Regions from separate parts of the Mus musculus genome. Here region 1 is linked to region 2. A link is a contact called in public promoter capture Hi-C data. All regions are on one chromosome and are shown on one strand. The core of a region is the stretch at or near the end of the contact, and the rest is flanking DNA. Distances in the headings are between cores, read along the strand shown.

Evidence for each region. Promoter capture Hi-C pulls out the DNA fragments that hold promoters and counts their contacts.
Region 1: a promoter capture Hi-C map of liver shows a contact between it and region 2, with 3 times the contacts expected there. The contact joins the enhancer-like site here to the promoter of Synpo2 in region 2. A contact is called at or near these places in 3 of 39 promoter capture datasets (the 3T3-L1 cell line, liver and macrophages), 1 of 15 datasets of contacts at CTCF or cohesin (the NIH/3T3 cell line), 7 of 484 Hi-C or Micro-C datasets (cerebral cortex, liver, nephron progenitors and 4 more), 3 of 115 datasets of contacts at active chromatin or transcription factors (embryonic stem cells and extraembryonic endoderm stem cells) and 3 of 9 other capture datasets (adipose tissue, liver and macrophages).

Annotation. Positions count from the first base shown.
Region 1 is chr3:123,287,232-123,293,420 of GRCm38.p6, forward strand. Sec24d (Sec24 related gene family, member D (S. cerevisiae)) reads left to right here. Exons shown (of 23, transcript NM_027135.2): 4 at 3,185-3,333. Among named protein-coding and RNA genes, the nearest start is that of Sec24d, 23 kb to the left of the region's middle. Within about 2 kb of position 1,835, at least 12 of the 459 cell types and tissues checked have an H3K27ac peak or open chromatin away from gene starts, as enhancers often do. A contact at or near this core is called in liver, where this site is marked.
Region 2 is chr3:123,234,897-123,240,610 of GRCm38.p6, forward strand. It overlaps Synpo2 (synaptopodin 2), which reads right to left and starts at 1,253. Exons shown (of 5, transcript NM_080451.2): 1 at 1,007-1,253. The coding sequence starts at 1,111.

The DNA of each region.
Region 1 (6,189 bases), core at 585-3,084, 53 kb after region 2:
AGGCCAAGGTGGAAGCTACATCAGTCTTGCTGTCTGATGAAGGCTGCTTGCTGCTTCCAACATGGTATCTTGAATGCCGGAGGAAGGGCCAAGTGCCTGCCCGGCCTGCTTTGGAAAGGAGACCAGATCCCATTTATGAGATGGGCTCCTCTGTAGCCTCCGGATACTGTCACATTTCAATACTAGAATTATGGATGGGGCATGTTTAAGCCTTATTTACACCTTATCTCCAAAAATTGACAAAAAAAATGTAGGAACAGAGAAGTTAATCAATGCTACCAAGGTTTAAGATTAGATTGAGACAAACTTTTGGTAATTATATGACTTTTTAAAGTGGGTACTTGGTGGTAGCTCTGTTCTTTTCTGATATTAAATGAAACAGTGAATTAAAATCTGTATCTGAATACTTCTTAGTCTACCAAACATAACTCTGGTTTGCCTTTTGTTTGTTTGTTTGGTTTGGTTTTTCGAGACAGGGTTTCTCTGTGTAGCCCTGGCTGACCTGGAACTCTGTAGACCAGGATGGCCTCGAACTCAGAAATCCATTTGTCTCTGCCCGAAAAGTGCTGGGATCAAAGGTGTGTGCCACCATTAACCACAGTGTGTCTTAGTAGGAAAGGTTTCTCTCTCCTGCCTGCTTTCACAGTGCAGAGGGGTTGGGAGGAGGCAGGCATCTGGTGGCTGCCCAGGCTCCAGCTGTGGCTTGGGTTCGCTACCTCTGATAGCCACACTGCGTGCAGTGGGAGAGTAACAAATAGGATATTTTAAGTGTTCTGATTTTTCTTTCCCTTTTGTATATAATAGCTTAGCTATGTATTTATTTCTATTCTAAATAATTTTAAAATGAGTATTACGTTTAAAAAAAAAGCCATGTGTTTAAGACTAAGAATGTTTAAGCTTGTCAGAAAGAGATAATTTATTTATAAATTTTGAAACTTAATTCCCAATGCATAAGAAATGGACAATAAGTAGGTATTTATGGGTTAAAGTCATATCCAGTGGTTGTACAATCTCATTCGGTATTTTAAATCGTTAGTCTTTTTTAAATTTACCAACCTTTATTTATTTATGTGTGCAGCTATGTGCACACGGGTGTCAGCAGAAGCCAGAAGGCATGGGATCTCCTATAGCTAGAGTTGCTGACACTTCTGAACCACCTGATATTGGGGCTGAGAACTAAACTATGGTCCTCTGAAAAACCAACACGTGTCCTTAACCAGCAATCTCTCCAGCCCCAAATCTTTAGCCTTTGTTAAAAGTTAACAAAACAAAACAAAACAAAGCAAAACAAAAACCAGAGACTATTTATGTCACCATTTCTGTTTGAAAGGTACTTTGTTCTAACTGAAATGGCTACAAAGAAAAAAAAGTGAGCCATGGAATTTTATATTTTAAAAATTATTGTATTTTGTTAAACACTTCTGCACATGATTTTGGGGTCTCAGACAATTAAATACACTTCCCCCTGGTTAACTGCTACCTCCCTAAGATTGTGTGTCATGGGTAACGCACTTTGGTTATCTACAGAGTTACTCCATGGGTCAATTCCTCAGGAACTTTAGGGAATGAAGAGTCATTTCTTGACAAAGCAAAGACAAACCGTTTCTTTTTATGTAGCAGTGAATTTACAAGTCACATTTTTGGGCAGTTGTTGAAATCATTTGTCAGCCCAAGACAAGAGTCACATTTCAAGCTGAATGATTGACAGCCAGCAAAGAGAGACACGAAGAAAACTTACTCTCCAAAACTAATTTTGGGCCAAGAGGGCTGGCTCAGTGCTTAAAGGTAAATTCCAGCAAAGTATACAACCTAGGCTTGATTCCAAAGACCCACGTGGTAGGAGGAAAGACTCCTGCAAACTGTCCTTTGAACTCTAACCTTGCACTGTGATGTGAACACACATACACACCCCAGTGTAATAAAAATTTTAATTTCCTTTGTAGTCCTCTCTCTTTATTCATTCTTTTCCTAAATATATTGAAATTGAAGGCTACTTAATCTGATTATGGTGGGTCTTCTGAAATTTTTCTCGGAGAGGCATTTTCCTTAGAAATCTTTTGGGATTAAAGCATTAACAACTCTGCTTTAACAAGTTATCAGCCGTAGCCATGCCTGTCTTGTGAGGCACGTGGGACACAGAGTCTGCCCCTCCCTTACTTAGGAAGTGTGTGATACCGTTCTGGAATAATTAGTAACATGCGCTTGAAATGATGGCTTGAGAAGTTTTTGGTTTGTTCATTTGAAATAATTATTCAGTTTGGAAAATAACAAGAATAGGGAGTATACAGTATAGTGTTGCAGCAAGGGGGCCCTGAGACCCGGAAGAGGCTGTCCCCCCGCCCCCATCACCCCACCCCCACCTCACCCCTGTGATAGAGATTGGAGTTCTCTCCTCAGCCTCTCTCAAGTGACTCCTAGGCTCTGGATTAGGAATGGAAGTCAAGACACAGTAACATTGAAATCAGGCTATGCAGTCTGGGAAGCCTCAAGTTTTACTCACAGTTCAAAGTTAGTAAGAAAAGAGTCATAATGACCCCCAGGTATTCATTAGCTTCCTGTGTTGTATCACCAGGGTGGGACCTCTGCTCTGTAGCCATTGTTTAGATCGAAACAGTGACAAAGACACACAGCAGACATAGTTTTAAACTTCATCGAGTGTAAAGCGGGATGAATTGTTTTTAGAGAACAAAAACAAACAACCAACTCCAGACGTACTGCAGTGTTGCAAAGCAGTGGCAGACACCACTGTGTATGGAGTGCCCTGCTGGATTCAGGATCTAAGACAAGCCACACTTTGTTTGTTTGTTGGTCTGAATGATCACAAAGATGCAACCGTAAACCAGGGGTTCTTGGTAATTGACACTGTTGGTTTTTGTTTTCTTCTATTGATCGAGTTTAGGGTATGTGAAGTAGCCCTGGGTTGATCTTTCCTAACTGACTTCCAAAGGAGGCTTTGTGTTCACGTTGGAAACTTTTCTCTGCTTTGCCATAGGAAACGTGCGAATGGAAATGCAGGCTGCTGCCACATGGGTTATTTTGAACTCATATCAAGATTAAATATATGATGCCCAATATCAGCCATGTTGCTTACCACACAGAGGACTTGTTTTAGGACATATTCGCTATTGCGTATGTTGTTTGCTTAAGATGCTCAGTGATGCTATCAATGCCGTTTGTCTCTTAGATTTCCAGGACCCCCACCTGTCAATAGTGTGGCACCCTCTTATGCGTCAGGCCAGACCCTGCCACAGTCATCTTACCCAGGCCCTGGGTCCACTTCCTCTGTCACCCAGCTGGGCAGTCAGTTCAGCTCCATGCAGATCAACAGCTATGGTAAGTGTGAGGAGTCACTGTTCCTTCATGGTGCCTATTTGGTATTTTCTGTGCTGCTGGAGGTGAACCCAGAACCGTAGATGTGCTAGGCTACCGCTGACCACTGAGCTACACTCCCACCTCATCATTGCTTCTTTTTTAAGGCAGACATAACTCGGGCATGCCATGTTAAAATGCTACCATGTACATAAACCATTGATACTGTGTCTGGCGCTGGTTCCGTTTCACCTGAGCCTGTTGCCACTATTTCAATATAATTGAAGAACCCTCAGAGCACTGTATGTTCATTGCTGGAGCAATAAACAACAAAAATGCTGACGTCACAAGTAAGCATTAAACAGAGTAATTATCTGAGGAGTGGTGAGGGTAGTTTTAAAATTGTATTGTTATAATGTGAGACCTCAAAATTAAAAACACAATGCTTATTGTTTCACAGAGAGTATTAGTGCTGTGTTTAGGTCACTTGAAGAATCAAATCTCAGATGCCACAAACCAGAAAAGAGGAGAGAGCACAAATGGCTACTTTAGTAGCAGGATGGCTACAGGGTACACGTTAAGACAATGGTTCTCAACCTGTGGGTTGGCCCCCTCTTGGGGGTTGAACAGCCCCTTCACAGGGGTGGCCCTAGACCATTTACATATAAGATATTTACATTACAATTCATAACAGAAGCAAAATTGCAGGTACAAAGTAGCATCAAATAATCTTAAATTTGGGAGTTACCACAATATAATTCCACAGTATGAGGAATGATTAAAGGGTTGCAGCATTAGGAGGGTTAAAACCCAATGCTTTCATGGATATGAGGTCTCCCTCTCTCCCCCTCTCCCCCTCTCCCCCCCCCTTCCCCTCTCCCCCTCTCCCCCTCCCCTCCCCCTCTCGGTTATTTTTCTATTGCTGTGATAAAACCTTATGACCAAAAGTAACATCAGAAGGGAAGGGTTTATTTCACCTTATACTTCTAAGCAACTATCCATCACTGAGGGAAGTCAGGCCAGGAATTCAAGGCAAAAACCTGGAGGCAGGAACTGGTGCAGAGGCCCATATAACTAGCATCTCCAAAATGCTGGGTTCTGCTGTAGCTGGGCTCCAGGGACTCTGCCCTGCCACATGGTACTGAACCTCAGCTTCTCTCCATGACCCCTTCAGTCCTGGGGCTCCTACTTCCATAGAGGTTGCATCTTGATCAGTGTCCTCTCCTGCTCAGTCATTGTGCCAAACCTCAGTTGCTCTCCATGACTCCATCCTGGCTTCAAAGCCACTGTCACCAGGGAAACTCTGACATTCCAAGGTTGGCTGCCAGCTCAGGATACAGCCTTGGTTTCCTCTGGACCACAGTCTGTGTGCTGACCCTGAGGAAACACTTCTCAGAAGATTCTGCCTCAAGGAGGTGGGTCTCTTCTTAATCACAGCAGATTCTCTGGCCCCAGCTGACCAGCATCCATAGCTTTTCCAGCAGAGCAAACATTTCCTCCTTTAGTCCAGTGGTTCTAATCTCTTGTCCATTACAGCCGGTTCTTCAACTCCAGCTGATAGCACGGATTCTTAGCATGGAAATATCACACAGATGGCCCTGGTAGTGTCTTTGCTTTTCTCTGAAACTTCCAAGTCAGGCCTCAAGCGTTTGCACTGCTCACAGCATATCTTCTAAGTTCCAACAGAACAGCTCATTGACCTCTGAGACTCAAAGGCCTTCTCAAGCCAAAGTTCAAATGCTATGATAATCTAAAAAAACCACAAGTCAGGTCTGTGACAGCCTTAACCCTAAACCTGCTTCCAGTTTATGCCTTCGTTGGAGTTTTGTTGCTATAATAAAACACCATGACCAAAACCAACTTGGGGAGGAAAGAGTTTATTTTGTCTTACATTGTATTGTAGTCAATCATCCAGGGAAGTCCGAGCAGGAACTTGAGATGGGAATCTGGAGACAGAGACTGATGCAGAGGCCATGGAGAGTGCTGCCTTACTGCCTGCTCGGGTAGGAGTGGCACTGTCCATAGTGAGCTGGGCCTTTCTACATCAGTCATCAAGAAAATGTACCTCAGGCCAGTCTGATGGGGGAAATTTTCTCAATTGAGTTTCTGTCTTTTAAAAGAACTCTAGCTGGGTCAGGTTGACATTAACTAGCCAGCAATACTGCTCAAGCCTAGTTTGTCAGAAGTATTGATAACTACCTCCCAGAATATTTCTGGCCTTTTTACCAGTTTCCAAATGGATGTCTTAGGAAGCAGCTAAGTTTCACAAAAGGCTAAGCCAGGAAACCATCTGGGTTTCCAGTGTAAATGGAGAGCCTGCCAGTGGCCCAAACCTTCTGCCATGTTACTTCTATCTGCTTCTGAACTCGTTTGGTCAAGTCAAACTCAGAACGCAAATACTTCACTGAAGGTGTAAATTATCTGAACGATGCTTGTTCTATACATTTTTCTTTTATATTCAAGATTTTATAGGAGATATAGATGTTTTAAATTAGTGCATGGATCACATAAGGTTAATGCACTTGGGTTAAAATGTGTGTTGTTAAGAAGTCTCTCAGTGGGGTCGGAGAGATGGCTCAGGGGTTAAGAGCACTTTCTGCTCTTAGAGTGAAGCCAAGTTCGGTTACCCCAACCCACTTGGCTGTTCACAACTGTCTATAATTTTAACTCTTTCTGACCTTCATTCAATGCCAAGCACACATGTACACACATGTGTGTACATCTGCAGGCACTAAGCACATGTTCATACACAAATACTAAATCTTTTTAAAACAGAAATTCCTTACTAAAACTAGAAGTGTTGCTTTTATGCTCTTCTAAAACATTCTATTTGGAAAAAAAGATGGCTCCAAGTAATATTTATATCACTTTCTGTGGGAT
Region 2 (5,714 bases), core at 3-2,502:
TACTGGCACAGAATTCTACAGTTCCATGTTAACATTTGATGAAAAGTTTTTTACTTTCTTGCTTTCTAACTTCATTTTAGCTGAATGCCAGTTCGAATCTAAATGAGATTATGGGTATTATGCTAAACTGAAAATCAATCTAATGTGACAAAGATAAACAACGTATTAAATAGCTATTAGGTGCACCAGAAAGCTGTAATTAATGCATTGTAAAGAATCTGTGAATACACTGACGAGACTCAGCAGGCTGTACTTATATAGTTTATGCATATATATATACATATATATGTACCCATACATACATACATAAATACATACTTACATATTTAAACATTAAAGAAGAATCCAGAAATTGGGGAAGGAGGGTACATAGGCAGAGTTGGAGGAAGGAAAAAGAGTGGAGGGAAATAATGTAATTATATTTTAATAAAATAAATTTTTTAAAAAATAATAAAGTATCTATGACTATCTTGAGCTCTTAGCCACATGAGTATAGTCAATGGAATATACAGTTCTTTAAATCCTTAAAAGGCTAGTCTCTTAAACAGATCTCATGACAGTTCTTTATACCTTAAAGATTATTGCCCCAAACTGGTCCTTTTACGCCTGTTGCACAATAAATGTCACTACCAATTATTTGTTAGAGCCCACCAAATGTCCATGCCCAGTGGTTACGGGGAGCTGAGGCCTGTCTCCTCTGTGGAGAGTCCAGCAACACATGAAGGAGAGAATGCTATGGAAGCAGCTTAAGGTTGCTGGCTGTCAGATGATAATTAACCAGCCTGTATTTCACATGATAGGATTAGCATTCCCTCCGTTGATTGATAGCTAATTATATGACATATGGTATACATTTTCCCACAAAAATTTTTTTTTAAAGCCACATTCTCGATAAGTTTACCAACAGCGCAGAAGACAAGCAAATGACCTGAAAGACCATCAACAGGTTGTTTTCATCCCCCTCCCCACCTTCCCCGCATCCAACAGCCTCTCTCGGTCCTCCTACCTTTGCAACTTGCAAAGGCTGCTGCTCCTCCTTGCCTCCTTGCAGTCTGAACCCCCAGGGCGCCCCTCCAGTCATGGAAATGCAGATGAAATCTCCGGTGCCCATCTTCTCCTTTCAGTTGGGCAGCATCAAGAGCTTGAGAAAGCCAGGGGAAGCCGCGGTGCAGGAGAGGACGCGTCTTAAGCTGGGCTGGTGGTGCAGAGGGTGCAGGACGCAAGGCTGCCCCGCTGCCGGCTGCGGGGAAAGTGCGCGGAGGCCGAGCCTCCCCACCGCCCTCCCAGCACCTGTACCGCCCTCTCTTGCGTCACGCTCTTTGCTCGGCCCACTTTTCAGCTAAAAGGACAGAGCCTCGCACTAAAAGAAAAATCCCTGTTTGGGACAGAATGGGGCCAATGGAGAGCGGGGAGGACAACATTGCTCTTGCTTTAGCAGATTCCGTGCCAGCACCTGAATAGAACCGAGATTTAATTATTCTATAAATAGTAGCCGGGCTGTGGGAGTTTTAACCTCCACAAGTAAGCAGCTAAAACGTAAGCTCTCTCATTACTAGAGAGTTAGACTTTCTCAAAGAAACACTTCTATGTTTGCCACATTGATGAATGAGAAAGAAAAGATAAAACAAGTTTCGTTGCTGTTCTACCTGCTGCCCGAAGAAAGCAACCCTTTAAGGGGTGGGGGGAATAAAACAAGAGCATTTTTGAAAATGTTTTCTGAAATTGTGCTTTTCTGAACTAACATATGTTTAGAGGAGGAGAAGGAGGGCCTTCCACAGTAAACTATCTCCTAATAACTTTCTATCGCAAGGTTTAAGATGTTTTCGATTTTGCTGGTATTGTCTGAGAATGCATGCATACCATGTGTTTAGATCCAATCCATGTCCTGGCCCCTTTCCACCCCATCCTTCCCCTCTTCCCACTGCTACAACTCCCTTCCAGTTTCATGTGCTCATTTGTTAGACGACGGAGTCCTCTTGGTGTCACCAATCTATGTGGGTGAAGGATAATCTAGTGGTAGCCTCAGTGTCACAGCCCCTGAGGAAAACTGGCTCTCCCTCTCCTAACCGCCTTCAGCTGCCCAAGCTCCAGCCCCTCTTCCCCCCATACAAAGATAATCAACGTGATGCCTAAACATTTGTGCAGTCACCGTGACATGTGCTACAAGATTTCTGTCAGAGGATTCCTCGTTACCTACTGACCCACTAAGGCCTGGTGGGCCTGGAATATTTATGCCTTCCCAAGGCACATTATCGAAATGCCATCTGAGCAGGTGCTGACAGAGCTCTGGCGTTCCAGTGGGAGGGGCGGGGCAGCAGAACCAGCAGTGAGAGAGGATGTCCTCAGCCCTCCCTCTGAGGCATTTTCCACTCTGTTTACTAAAAAAAACCTCTCTGTTCTGAGGCTGAAGGTGGTATGTGGAGGCACTGCTGCTCCTGGCTGTCTACATTCCCTCAGGAGGATCACAGAACAGGGGACATGCACACCAGCGACAACTGTTGGTGCGCAGAGCTCAGAGTTGCTGCCTTTCTCAGTCTTGGAGCACTTGGGCATGCCTCACTGCTGGGGCTGCTAACACCAGGCAAAGATCACAGACTGCTGGACTTTTGCAGCAAACACATTTCACAGTGCTAGAGGGGTTACAGCTCAAATGTCTTGTGTTTGAACACTTGGTCTGGTGGCACCACTTTTGGAGACTGTGGAATCATTGTGACTGTGTCTAACCTAGCACAGGTGGGTCACCAAGGGTGGGCCTTAAAGGGCCATGTCCACTTCTGGCTCTGGCCAAAACTTTCTGCTTCATATCTGCTTCAGCATCTGAGGGGCATGGGCCATGCTTTCCTGCTGCTATGATAGACTGTATCCCTAAACCTGTAACCAGAATAAGCCTTTCCTCCTTTAGGTTGCTTCTGTCAAATACTTTGTCACAGCAAGGCAAAAGTGGGAAGGTTCTGAGATCAGGGTCCCTCTAGAGATGGGTGGTTCACAGTGTGGCTTGTAGTTGGCTCTCCACGATGTTTTCACAGTATCGGTTAGAACTTTTCTTATTGATATGACCAAATACTTGATAATAGTTAATTTAAGGAAGAACTGATTCCCTCTGTATTACAGTTAAAGAAGGGGTATGACTCCCACACTGGGGAAATCAGGGCAATAGGCTCATGAGGCAGTGGTCCTATTGTGGTCCCACTAAAGGAGCAGAAAGGAAGTGAGGTCAGGTTATAAAACCCCAAGGCCTGTCCCCACGGACCCTCTTCCCCCAAAACCACCAGCTGAGAGCCAAGTGTTCAGGGTCTGATGGGGAACATTTTACATTCAAGCCACAACATACTGTCTGTAAATCAGTCATTGTGAATAGGGCCCACTCTGATTATCTCATATCAACTAATTACCATTTTAAAGATGCACCTCCAAATATAACCACATTCTGAAGTATGGGGGACAGGATTTCTACATAGAAATTCAGGGAACCATAATTCAAACCTAAGAGTGAGGAATATAGAGGCAGGAAAGATGGCACCCAAGTTAGGGTCACTGGCTTCTCTGGCAGTGGACCCAAGTTCCCAGAATCTAATCAGGTGGCTCACAACTGCCTGTGACTCCACTTCCACTCTGTCTCCACAGGTACCTTCATACACATACTATACACACACACACACACACACACACACACACACTGTGCACACATACATATAAACACACTGTGTGTACACACACATACAAACACACTGTGCACATGCATGCTGTACATATACACACTCTGTATACACACACACACACACACACACACCTTTTAAAAAGAGTGTTACAAAGAGATAACTAAGCTAAAAGTTCATTTCTTTGCAATACATGAGAATATATAAAATGCTCCTTGTAGGATAATTATCAGAATGTGACACTTGAGTTTATTCTTCAGATTTTCTCTTTCTTGCTGTTCTAAGCAGGTATTCAGACGCCTGCCATTTCCCTGCCTCAGGACCATTTGCTGAGATGGAACAGAAGATGGCAATCACCATTCTTAGTTTGAGAAAGACTAGAGCTCCACGAAGTAAGTGTGTCAAATAGTCCAGACAGGGAGGAAAGGGAGGAGAATGTCACTGAGATAAGTAATAAAGCACTGGCCCTGAGCATGGCCTGCGGGGCTCTCTGGAAGCAGTGCCCACTGTACTGGTGACAGGGAGGTACGAGACAGGCCCCAGAGAGAAAGTTTCTGGGTCTTAGGAAGGATCCCGGGCTTCACCCCCTGCTGCATGAATGTTGTGGACACCGATGCTGGATTAATGACTATTAACCAATACCGTGGCTATCTCAGTGACTTCAGTGAGAGCAAGTGACAGGTAACCTAGGACTCCGTAGAACCCCAGGAGCTTTGCAAATCCTGGTGTCTCAGTCTGTTTGGGATGCTACAGAAGATGAACATAGACTGGGTGACTTGAACACAGACATTCATTTCTCAAAGTTCTGGAGGTTTGGAAGTCCAAGGTCACAGTGCCAACAGATTCAGTGTATGATGAGACGCTCGTCATTTGTAGATGGCTACCTCCTCCATACATTTTTACAAGGGGGAGCTGACCTTCATCTCTGTTGTTTCTTTCTTCTACAAGGGCTGTAAAGCTCAGTCATGGGGGCTCCATCCTCAAGACCTAATTATCTTTTGAAGACCGTACCACTAAGCACCATCACAGCATGTGACTTTGAAAGAGGCACAAGCATTCACTCCATAACATCCAGGGAAGAAAGAGCCCCCCTTGCATCACCCCTCCACCAACCCAGTAGGACGGAGGACCAGAGGTGGAGATTTCAGTGTTAAAGTAAACTTGTTGAGGTAGTTAAAAGATATCTATACTTCTAGTTTCCTCATCCAAAAGGTGATTTGAAGGGAGGACTATCGGATGAGACATAGCTTTAGAGGATGTATCAGGGAGCCACACAGAAAGGACTCCCTCTCCCGTAGGAAGACATCTTACTGGGGAAACCTGAAAAGGAAGTGAAATCATTCCGAGAGAAGTGGGAGACTGGGAGACAACGAGGAAATAAAGCGGAGTGAAGCAGGGCTATGTGGTTGGGGTGGTGGGAATAAGACACGGAAACATCAGACAGAGCCACTGTGGGCTGCGACGAATGACTTTGGGATGGATGCAGTAGGGACGGAAGGAGGCAGGGTCTATGAAATGACTAGGTAGAGCCTGGTGTAGGTCACGCACCCTCATTCAACCCTTCTGACAGAGAAGAATTCAACAGGAAGCCGATAAGGGTGAAGCCCCACAGACCTTACTTCCAGGGCACCCCCTAAGGCCTAGGAAGAAAAGCCAATATATGTTTGCATGGTTGTACAGCCTTGTAAAATTGCCAAGGTAAAGACACTTACATGGATCTGATTGTAACTCGTTCCAATTTCTCCACTAATGTCATAGTGAAGCGGCAAGGATGTGACTGGAATTGAGCTAAGAGGGATATGATGGGGATTGGTTAACTCTATGTGGCTGACAACCACATTCATGTAAAGTCATCGCTAGCTGTCCAGGGAAAGAATGGTGGCTCCCAGGAACGATCTTCCCATACGTTGTACCAACTCACTTGATGTGGGAAAATTACCAGCCCAGGCAAGTGGCATCAATGTGCATCGCCCATTTGACCCTGAGTACCCAGGCGGTGGAGAAGAGAACTAGGCATTGGTATATGAGCAGACTCTGGCCTGTGGAAATCTTCACTTT